Linked DNA regions of Drosophila melanogaster: region 1 is linked to region 2. The links are chromatin contacts, called in public Hi-C maps. All regions are on one chromosome and are shown on one strand. Each heading gives the region's core, a stretch centred on a gene start, on an enhancer-like site or on the middle of the called end of the contact. The rest is flanking DNA. Distances are from core to core; before and after follow the strand shown.

Region 1 (4,870 bases), core at 576-3,075, 1.0 Mb after region 2:
GACTAGTCCTGGATTCAAGGATAACTGGGAAATAGTGATGTGTTGTCGCTAAACCTACGTTCATATTTGCACTTCTAGCCACTGCTAGTTAAAGTCTATGCCGTGCTTCCGGCTCGGGGAATGATATTATGGCGATGGGGACTCGGTTCTGGCGGGTCATCGGTCATCAGTCATCCAGCTCATCCCAGTTTTCGGCGCCGCGGCAGCTGCAGCGGCAAGGCAACAACGGAAGCAGACGAGGTCGGATTTGCTGCCATCACCGGAAGGGCAAGAGCCACTGGAGCTGCGAGTCCGCCGCCGACGTACTGCAGATGCTGCACCACCGAGAGCTGTGGCTGCTGCTGCTTGAGCAGCTTGGCGGCAGCGTGTGCCTCCGCCGCAGCCACCACGACGGGGTGCACCGGTTCGGTGCCGACTCCTCCGTTGACATGTGGACCGGTGCTTTCGCAATCGTCTTCGTCTGAGATCAGTGATATGCTGAGGTCGCTGGACAGTTTTAGGGAGATGGGCGTGGGCGGCGAGGGAGCCACCAAGGGCGCCACTTTGGCGCGCAATGCCGGTGACAGTTTCTGCAGCTGCTCCGGCATCAGGTCGTTCGTGTATTCCGGCACTCCACTAAAAGCCAGGCCTTCGCGTAGTTTGCTCAGCGAGAGTTCGTAAATACGGTTTGCGATGACCGTGTGAACGGTCGTCTCGTCCGGCAGCGTGGCTGTGATGCCTCCGCCCACGTCCACCTCCAGAAAACAGCCCGTTTCATTGCCGCCCTCTCCGCCTTCGGCGGTGGCGAATCCATTGCTGGCCGCCGTCGACGCTCGACACGGCTTGGGGTGACCTGACACCCGCGTCAGGCAGTTGGCAGTGGTGGAGGTGCGCGGCACCAACGAAACAGTTACCTCTTCGATGGTCTCCGACTGTGTGAGCGGTGCGAGCGGTGGCGGTGAGCGCATGGAGAGCTGGGAGCGCACTCTTGCCGTGCTGCTGGGTTCCTGCTCGTTGTGCTCGTCATCGCTGGTTATCAGGATGCTGTCGGTCACTGGGTATGAGTGGGTGGCAGCTCTGCGCGGCGCCTGCCTTCTGCCCGTTCTATGTGCTCGGTGCCCTGGGGCAGGAATCAGGAGGCGATTGTGGCCAGCTGCAGCGGGCTGTCCGGCCGATGGGGTCTCATCGTCATCCGACAGCAGGTCGATGGTCACGTCCGGCTGCAAAGTGGAGGCGACATGGCGCCGCTGCAGATGGGACAGCTGCCGGTCAGTCTTGGAGGCGAGAGCCACTTGGTCGCGCATCCGGGCCATGCAGATCCGCTGGTGCTCAAGCAGGCGTTCCATCCACCGACAGCGGCGCCGCTTGAGACGACGGTTGTCGAACAGCCGGGGCGATATGTAGAATGGTTCGGAATGTTTCTGGTTCATGTCTATAGGCGGCAGGAGAAGAGTTAGTCTGTGACGCCTGGTCGGCCACTGGTGGGCACCTATTTACCGAGTGTGTGGACTCGTCTTCTAGCGGTGGCGGTGCCTGCCACGGGTTGTCAAGGGTCATGGGCTCGGGCCCGTGGGGCTCCTCCTCCTCCTCCTCTTGCTGTTCCACTGGCGGCGAGTACAGTTAGATCCACTGCTGCAACTTGCATAATTGCGTGGCGGCGCAGGGGGATTTCCTTGAGAGGAGCGGAGGCGCGGGACTAGGCGCTGCGCCTCCCGCCGCTGGACATGCCGAGATGCGAGCGGGGCCGAGATGGTTGTTTTTTCGCGCGGCAGCTGCTTAATTTGTGCTTTTGTTGTACTTTAGAGTTCTGTTTATAAAACTGCATCGATAAGCGACCACACATCGATAACGCTTCTCTCGATAGTCCACGCTGCGTGCAACCGTGCACGTCGACTGGCCAAACAGTATCTGTCGGTAGTTATCGATAATGCATTCGCCACTTGGGCGCGCTATTTAAAATCAGCTAGAGAAAATAATGAAGCTTCGAAGCAAAGGACAGAAGGATACAAGTGCTTTGGATCACCAGCAAATCCAGCGACTTGGACACCAGGTAGCCCCGATAAAATTCCTATTAAGTAAAACACTCTTATCTCAAGACAAAGCACTCAAGCTAATTTTGGCACCACCCACAATTTTGAGAAGCACTCAATCGGCGCCGGCGCTCTGTTTTCAGAAGCTTTCACTCACATCTGGGAGAGCTTTCACTCCACATCCGTACGAGGACCGGAACGATAGGGAAGACACCGACTCCAGCTGGAGTCAGTTGGCAGATCGTCGCCTCCGGATGCGGATGTAGATATAGCAACCGCCCTTGGGCTTTTCATGCCTTCGATTAATTTTCGCAGACTTAGGATGCCTGGAAATTAACCACAAAAATCGTGAAGCCCCAAAACTTCCGTTCAAATTACTACAGGGTTGAAAGGAACATAAGGCCTTACAAGCGGAGTCTTGCGATCAGAAGTGGAGCACTAGTTTTGGGTGGGATATTTCAAAATGAAAATAACTGTTAGAAGGCATTTAGTACAAAAATAAGAAATTTTTTTGTTAATAAGTAGCCTTATGTATGCCCTTTCACCCATTTCTCTAGAGACAAGCGAAAAGCTAGCAATCTGATAAATAAAAGTAATCAACGTTCAGGCGTAGGGGCCTAGAGTAGTACCATTGGAAACATATTACTGATACTCGATACTCCACTCCACAACTTGATCTACAGTCTTGATCTCATATTTCCAAATATTCATATATCTGGGTATACATATAGCTTAAGATCAAAGTTATGTTGACTAGCTGTATGAACAAATCGGCGGATCGGATTGTACATTGTTGGGCACTCATTTACATCTGGCTTTAAGCTTTAAGGGTGTGCAACAGCCATGAGTCAAGTACGGTCCGCTGGGGAGCGGGGCGGGCAAGATCCGATTTCAGTAATTCACGCGAATGGCTCATTTCCCCAGCTCGCGGAGCAGCCAGGAGCCAAGGAGCAAAGGCGTTGGAGCTGGAGACGGAGATGTGTCTGCCCTTGGCGAAGGATACCAGTTTACTGGGGGATAAAGGGAGAAGGGCGGCGAGAGACAATAGACAATAGACAGGAACCACAACAAAAATTATAGACTCGGTCTTGACTTGGCTCGACTCGACTGTAGCCGGTGCTTTGCGTTTGGCTGGCAGCACAGGACCTCCGTAGTCCTGGCTGCGCCAGCTGCAGCTCCTTTGACTGTTTGTGTTGTGTTTCTGGATTGCACTTTGGCCGTTTAAGGCCGCGGAGTGCGGAGCAGGAGCAGGAGCAGGAGCAGCAGCACCCACATCTTGGCGCACCACACGCACCCTTAAGCGACTCTCCCTGGTGGCTTTGAATCCGACATCCTACATCCGACATCCAACATCCGACCCCACCCCGTGGCCCATCCGTGTCTGCCTGCAATCGTTTCCTGGCTGGGACGACCAGCCTGGCCCGCCTGTGCATTAAAATGAATTCCTTGCGAGGAGTTGGACGAGCAAGAGGCCAGGCGCAAGGGGCACTGAGTCGATTTGAATGAATGCACGTCCTCGCTGCTCATCCCGGTGCTCATCGTCCTGATGGCGGAAAATGGGGTTCCCGCTTCGCGTCTTCAAGTGTTTGCCTTCCTCAGGTGTTGAGTTGAGTTGCGTCGAGTCGAGTCAAGTTGGCATTGTCTTTTTGTTTTCGCCATCGTCTGCCGCAGTTGTTTTGCTTTAGACCTCCTCTCCGCGCCACTCCTCTCCGCTTGCTCCAGGATGCTCAGGCTCATCCTCATCCTTATCCTTGGCCCCGACTCTTGCTCATTTTTTATTGTGTTTTGGCATTACGCCAAATGTGCAAAGCCAACAAAATACCAAAAGATTGCACAATGCACCTGCCCTTGGAGCGGTGCTTTGGTTTACTGCTCCTTTGGCATCCAATCCGGCTAGTCGGCTCATGTCCTTCTGAGCTTCCCGACGGCCAGCTCATCGATGATACGGATAGCGATGCTGTTGCTAATGTGCCTGCCGCCTGGAGAGACGGTTACTTTGATGATCCCCCAGCAGCGGCTGCTGGAAGTGCTCCTCTGGGACTACTTTTATCCCGCCTAGGCGCCACTCCTACATCTTAAGCTGTTCGCGTGCAATGCCGTATTGGAACATTTTGTTGTGCTGTCAGAATCAGACTTGCCTAATTCATTAACTTTGAAGACTCCTTTGTCAAGCAGATCAAGGGGCTTTTTGCCCCCGTTTGCACCGAAGGACTTCATGCGTGTCAGCAGCGATGCCATCTGGAGGGCAGGTCCGTCACACATTATTATAATTATCGAGCAGGTTGAATGGTTCACCCATTGCCATGCTGCTGGCCGGGAATGGGATTGGAATGAGTTGAGATGGGATGTGGGGGGTACTGGCACTAAGTGGACACTGAGGTGAACAGCAATCAAAGGAATGAAGGGCATAGGGGGATCGGCCGACCGACCGACCGACCGACCAACCGGAGCACTTGCAAAGGCATCTGTTCCGTTTCAGTGTGGATGGCAGTGAACCATCTGCATCGGTGGCATCGGTGGTATCGGTTCCACTGCGGCGGCAAGTGCCCGGGCAACGGTAAGTAGAAATTTGCGTCAATAGGATTGTTAAAGAGGCTTAAGTTAAATGGGAAAACTTCCGAATCAATGAACCGCAAATTGCATGCGAAATGCCAAAACGAAAATGTCGCCGGCCGTCCAACTGAGCAGTGTGTGCACGAGTTTGCGTGGGTGTCCTGCCAGGAAGTGTGTGTGTGTGTGTGTGTTGGTCTGGATGTTGGTGTGGGTGTGCCTGAGTGAAGTGCGGAAGGAGTGAAGTTAACTGAAAATGAAAATGAATCTGAAACTGAAACCGGGCTAAAGTCGCCAGCCAAATAAACAAG
Region 2 (5,192 bases), core at 1,500-3,999:
GGGGAGTGAAATGCCCCGTTAATCATTTAACTCAATTAGGCATAATTAAGTTTTATTTATTCGCCGCTGGGTTGAAAAATTTGTAATGAAGAGTCAAATTGCAATGACACGAAATGGAGGAGTAAGCAATGGAACGAAGATGGGTATCCGGAGCAGAGCATTGCCTTTTTACATAAAATTATTAGCTGAAATGTCCAATTGTCAACGTAGAGCGTTTATTTAAATCAATTTCGTAGCGTATTCTATTTCTACAAATTGCCACTTGTCCCTTCTTCATCAAATTTTGATACTCGTTACTGGTTGAAAAAAAGGGTATTTTAGATTCGTTCAAAAGTGTGTAACAAGCAGAAGAGAGCGTTTCCGACCATATGAAGTTGATATATTCTTGATCAGGATCAAGATCCGAGTCGACCTGGAAATGTCCGCCTATCCATCCGTATGAACGTCGAGATCTCAGGAACTATAAAAGCTAGAAGGTTGAGATTAATCCTACAGATTGTAGGAACATAGACGCAGCGCAATCTAACGTCCACAAGCCGCACAAATCTGCCACGTCCACACTTTTGATAAATGTGTTGATATTTTTTCAAAATTTTATAAGGCCTTTTAAATTTCTATCGATATGCTAGAAAAATATTTATATATTTATTTAATATTGCTGTTTTACTAAAATTTAGCGTATTACGACCATACGACCATGTTTCTGCAAATTTCTCCGCCTTTCGAGAGTTTCAGGGCTGCTGAAATTTCAGCCCTCAAAGGTAGGCTACACCTTTTGCCATTTGATGGGTGAGGGAAACTTTGCTTGGATTTCCGATTTGCGTGTGTCCTGCACTCAATGAGTGTGTGTATGTGTGCGTGTGTGTAAGGCGGCCAAACAAAGGAGTGAAAGTGGCGAAAGCGCTGCTCAAACACCAATACATTTCTGCACCCACACAGTCGCCGAGACTCTGGTCGTTGGTTGAATTTGCCAACTTGTTGCGCAAACGACAAAATTTCCAACTCAAAACAATACGACACATGCGTGGGCAAGGGGGGGCGTGGCTGAAGTTGAGTGCATTTTCCGAGTTAGTTTTGCACATTTCCTCCACATTTGTTCCTCGCCGGCCGAAAGTTGAGGATCGGTTTTACGAGCTCGAGTGCAGTTTACTTACCCTTTAAATAGCATACCGATATAATGCGGACTCCATTTAAAGTTAAAAGTGATTCTTTTGGAAATTCATAGCCCCGCTATGCCATGCCATGCCTCATCCACTGGCCGCGTAATTGTTGTGTTCTTAATTAACTGAAATCGCATTCATAATTTCCCTGCCATCTTGTGTGTGTGTGGCCGCTGGCGATGGGTGCGTGACAGGGTGATAGCAGGAAGGTTCGGAAAACACCCAATTCTCGTCAGTTTGATGTCGATAAAAGCAACATAATTATGAAAACTCATTTTAAAACCCATTTAAGCATATGCCCAATTCGAGGGCTAAAGTTTAAAGCCAACGCATTAGAGGGACTCGATTTAAAATATTGCCAGCTTTTGCCATTAAACAGTAGTATTACCACATGGAGGGAGAACTGTCATCTCTGGAAAGCCAGTTCCTACTGCTCGTTTTGTGAGTGGAGTCGCCGCAGCGCATAAAAAGTTTTAATTGGCAGGCGACGAAGTTGACCTGTGACCTCTGGCGGGACACACACGCCGCACACTCGCTAAAAACACTCACACACAGAACGGCGCGACAACAATTTTTAAGTGCATTTTGAAATGCACATTTTATTTCGCATCCTTCTCTGCGTGATGGCTGCTTCTTCTTCGTCTTCGCCTGTGGAAAATGGGAAAACACGCACACAACTTACAATTGCATTACATTTTGCATACATTTTGTGTGTGCTTAATTTTAATGCGGAGAAAACGCCAAGTTTGTTAGTCAAAATGTGTTGTTAACACACTTAAAAAATGCATGCGCCAAAATAAAAGGCGCTGGAGGAGCAAAATTTGGGGTGGCGTAATCAGAATTTATTTACATATTTGTATATATGTACGTAGTAAGTACATGCATTTTCCATTAAACACTCCTGCAATTTTGGATTGCCAGGGGCCCCAAGTCAGCTGGCGTTGCGCTCAAAGCTCTGGTAACTAATTACATATGTATATGTATATTATTTCTGCTTTTTATTAATCAAAGTATGACGATCCGATACTTTCCGCTCATGCCAGTAGAATTTTTTTTTGGGTTTGAGTATTATTTCATCGTAATACAAAACACAATTAGTGCGCTTTCTTTTTCAACTTAGCCAATCAAACGGCAATTGGATGGCACTCAGAATAGCCCGCTCAAAGTTGAGTGAAGTTGGCCATTTCGAGTGATTGTGCGCTGGTTGTGAGAGGAAACTGCACAGTGAGGCGAGGCTGTCATGTTTGCGGTTTGAGTCCATGGCATTGTGAGTTGGAGCCGAAAATATGTTCGAGGCTCTTAGTTTGGCTGCCAACAAAAAATGTATTTTTTTTATGCTACCTACCATTATTAATATTACTCCAACTCATTTATGTTCTTTGCTTGTGCTTAGTTACTTTATTATCATTTTGTGCCATTTGCACGTGAAGTCTTAATTTTCAGCTACAACCCATTGGCACGCTCCGCGGTTGCGCCACCCACTTCTGTTGACCAGACAACGCGGTCCACTGTGCCAGTCGTCGGCAGAGGCCGAAGCAGCGGAGACGAGAAAGAAGAAGCAGCGCAGCGCAGCAGCGACTGTGACGGGGCAGCGCAGTTCGTTTTGTGCGCGCGTAGTGAACGGTTGTCTTTCGGTTGCTCGTCGGGGAGTTGCAAATTCAGCGACAGCAGCAACTACAAATGGCGACTTGTGCCTGTCGGACCCTCGAGTTCATTGTTAATTGTTAATCGTTGTGGTGCTAAGCGTTGGCCGAACGGTTTATGGGTATATGGTAACCCTGGTGGCAGAAAGAAGAACATACTTGTGTCCAGAAGGAAGGAGGAAAAGCAGTAAGCGCGCACCTTTCGCGTTTCTTTCGCACCGCACCGATCGCGTTTTTTTGTTGGTTTTTGTTCTGTTTTATTACTGATGTTTTGTGTGAAGCAATGCCGCCAAAGAGCAAGGCAATGTGAAATAAGCATTTGTTTATTTCAAAAATTTGATCAATTGTTTCTTAGCCACGAATATGCCAGTCTGTGTCTGTGTGCAAGAATTGCATGTGAAAACAAGTTTGAAAACCGGTCTTAAAGCCTCAAATGAAACAAGGGTTCAAAACAGTGAGAGCGAAAGAGAGAGGTGGTTTTTTTTTTGGTTTTTGCTTTTGCATTCTTATTTTCTCTCCCTCGATTCGTTTTTGATCGCTCCCTCTCTCTCGCTCGCTGACTCGCTCTTTAACCTGTGGCAGGTGTGCCTGTGTGAGTGTTGTGTGTGCGCGAATGGCTGGCACAAAGAAAACTGAAAAAGTGACGTTTAAAATTTCATTCGCTCTTGTATATTTTATATTTTAGCCAAAAAAGATGTGAGCGATGTGTAATTAAAACTAGACTTTTCACTAAAAACTAGAAGAGCGAAGGAAGGCCGCTAAGAAAACAAAGCGAAATCCCAGAAATACGAATACCGAAAGGCAACAACAAATGCTCAAATCTGCGGCGTCGTCGCTGCGTCGACGTCGTCCAAAAACAACAATAACAGCAACATTAGCCATCGAGATGCCGTCGCAGCCGAAGTTGGCGTCTCTGCTTGCAGTGCTGGTTTTGCTCTGCTACTGCGACAGCTGCTTTTTTTGTTACGCGGGTAAGTTTTCGTCTTCTCTATGCTTCTTGTTCTTTTGCGTTCCCTTTAGTTTTGGTTCTTCTTTTTTTTTTACGAAAACAAGTACAAGACAAACAGCCGTGGGAATTTCGAAACAAGAAAAGCCGCACAGAAGGCAACACGAAAAACCCTCGCGCTCGAAATCGAATTTGAATTCGAACGATCGATCGGCTGCACTTACGCCACTTTTTGATTTGCTGCTCCCTTTTGTCCACTAATCAAGAGTAGGGTGGGCAAACTCGCATTCTTACACTGAATTCACAATAAACAACGGTAACTCACTGTTTTCTGTAAATAAATTGGAGTATGATTATTAGAAATTGATTTGTAATAGCTCCATATGCGGAATGTTGCTTCTAAAAACAAGTGAAACAACATGTAGTCAGCGTGTGAATATTCTGAGCTTAGCTTTTTTTTCATATTTTTTTTTTTATATTTTACCATAAGTTCCCTGTAAAAATGCACTTACCGAAGCTTTGGTTTCAGAATTCTGGTTCAGTTTTCCATAAATGCCCAAAAAGCATTGAATTACCTTCCAAAGAAGTTGAAAAAATTCTTTTGGTTACTTAATTTTTTGCTTTTTTTCTTGCCCTGTAAAATATTTCTTTCTTGCGCTTATCTTTTTCCCATTCACATGCATTTTTTTAAAGATGTTCCAGATTAACGATAATTGAGTTGAGCTGCAACGGCACGTAAGAAGAGAGCGATATACAATAATTCTAATTTGAGTTCAGCTCCCGGTATATGGTAACCATGTCGACCATCATTCTTTAACGCATTCTCACAGAGAGCATAAGCCCGTGTTTGTCATCGATCAGATATTAATTAAAACAATTGTTTTAAAGCCTTGTTCATTTGTTAATTTAGGCGGCGATTTGTTTACACAGGAAATCCTTGCCCCCCAGGCTGGGGATCCAAACAATATATTGCGCATTGTATTACGTATCGCCAAACTAAATATTAAATACAAAATCAACAAATTTTCGATTCGCAGCTCGCGAGGGGCTTACGCCCATAACCTCACATTTGCACTGGGGTTTTCAGCATGGGGCGTCTAAATAGTTTATGGCGCAGAGTTCCAGGCATTTTGGGGAGGATGGAGTCACCGCAAAAAGACCCTTAGGCTCTGTTTGTGTTGCTGTTTGTATTTGACGGCCTTCGGTTTTGCGGGGGCGTTCCATATTTCCATGGATTGTGCAAACTCAGCAGATAGGGAACTGCAAGCGCACATAAGTAAAGTACAACTTTTTATGAAGTGCAGTAATCAAGAGTGTGGAGTATATTTGAATCGGATATCAAAGATCATACGTGTTCGTTTTCGGCTAATTAACTGCCAGCCCAAGAATTGCGTTGCTCCACAGGCCAAATACACTTTGCCACTTTGATAACGTACCGCTAAA

The links. Hi-C and Micro-C count contacts between places; a contact is called where the count stands out from the background.
Region 1: a contact with region 2 is called in a Hi-C map of the Kc167 cell line, with 8 times the contacts expected there. The contact joins the promoter of a6 here to the promoter of sdk in region 2. A contact is called at or near these places in 1 of 107 Hi-C or Micro-C datasets (the Kc167 cell line) and 2 of 6 datasets of contacts at active chromatin or transcription factors (both in the Kc167 cell line).

The regions. Positions count from the first base shown.
Region 1 is chrX:1,694,064-1,698,933 of dm6, forward strand. It overlaps a6 (a6,), which reads right to left and starts at 1,826. Exons shown (of 2, transcript NM_057961.5): 1 at 1,477-1,826; 2 at 1-1,411. The coding sequence starts at 1,409. The coding sequence ends at 180.
Region 2 is chrX:684,085-689,276 of dm6, forward strand. It overlaps sdk (sidekick), which reads left to right and starts at 2,750. Exons shown (of 15, transcript NM_134315.4): 1 at 2,750-3,042; 2 at 3,489-3,774. The coding sequence starts at 3,615.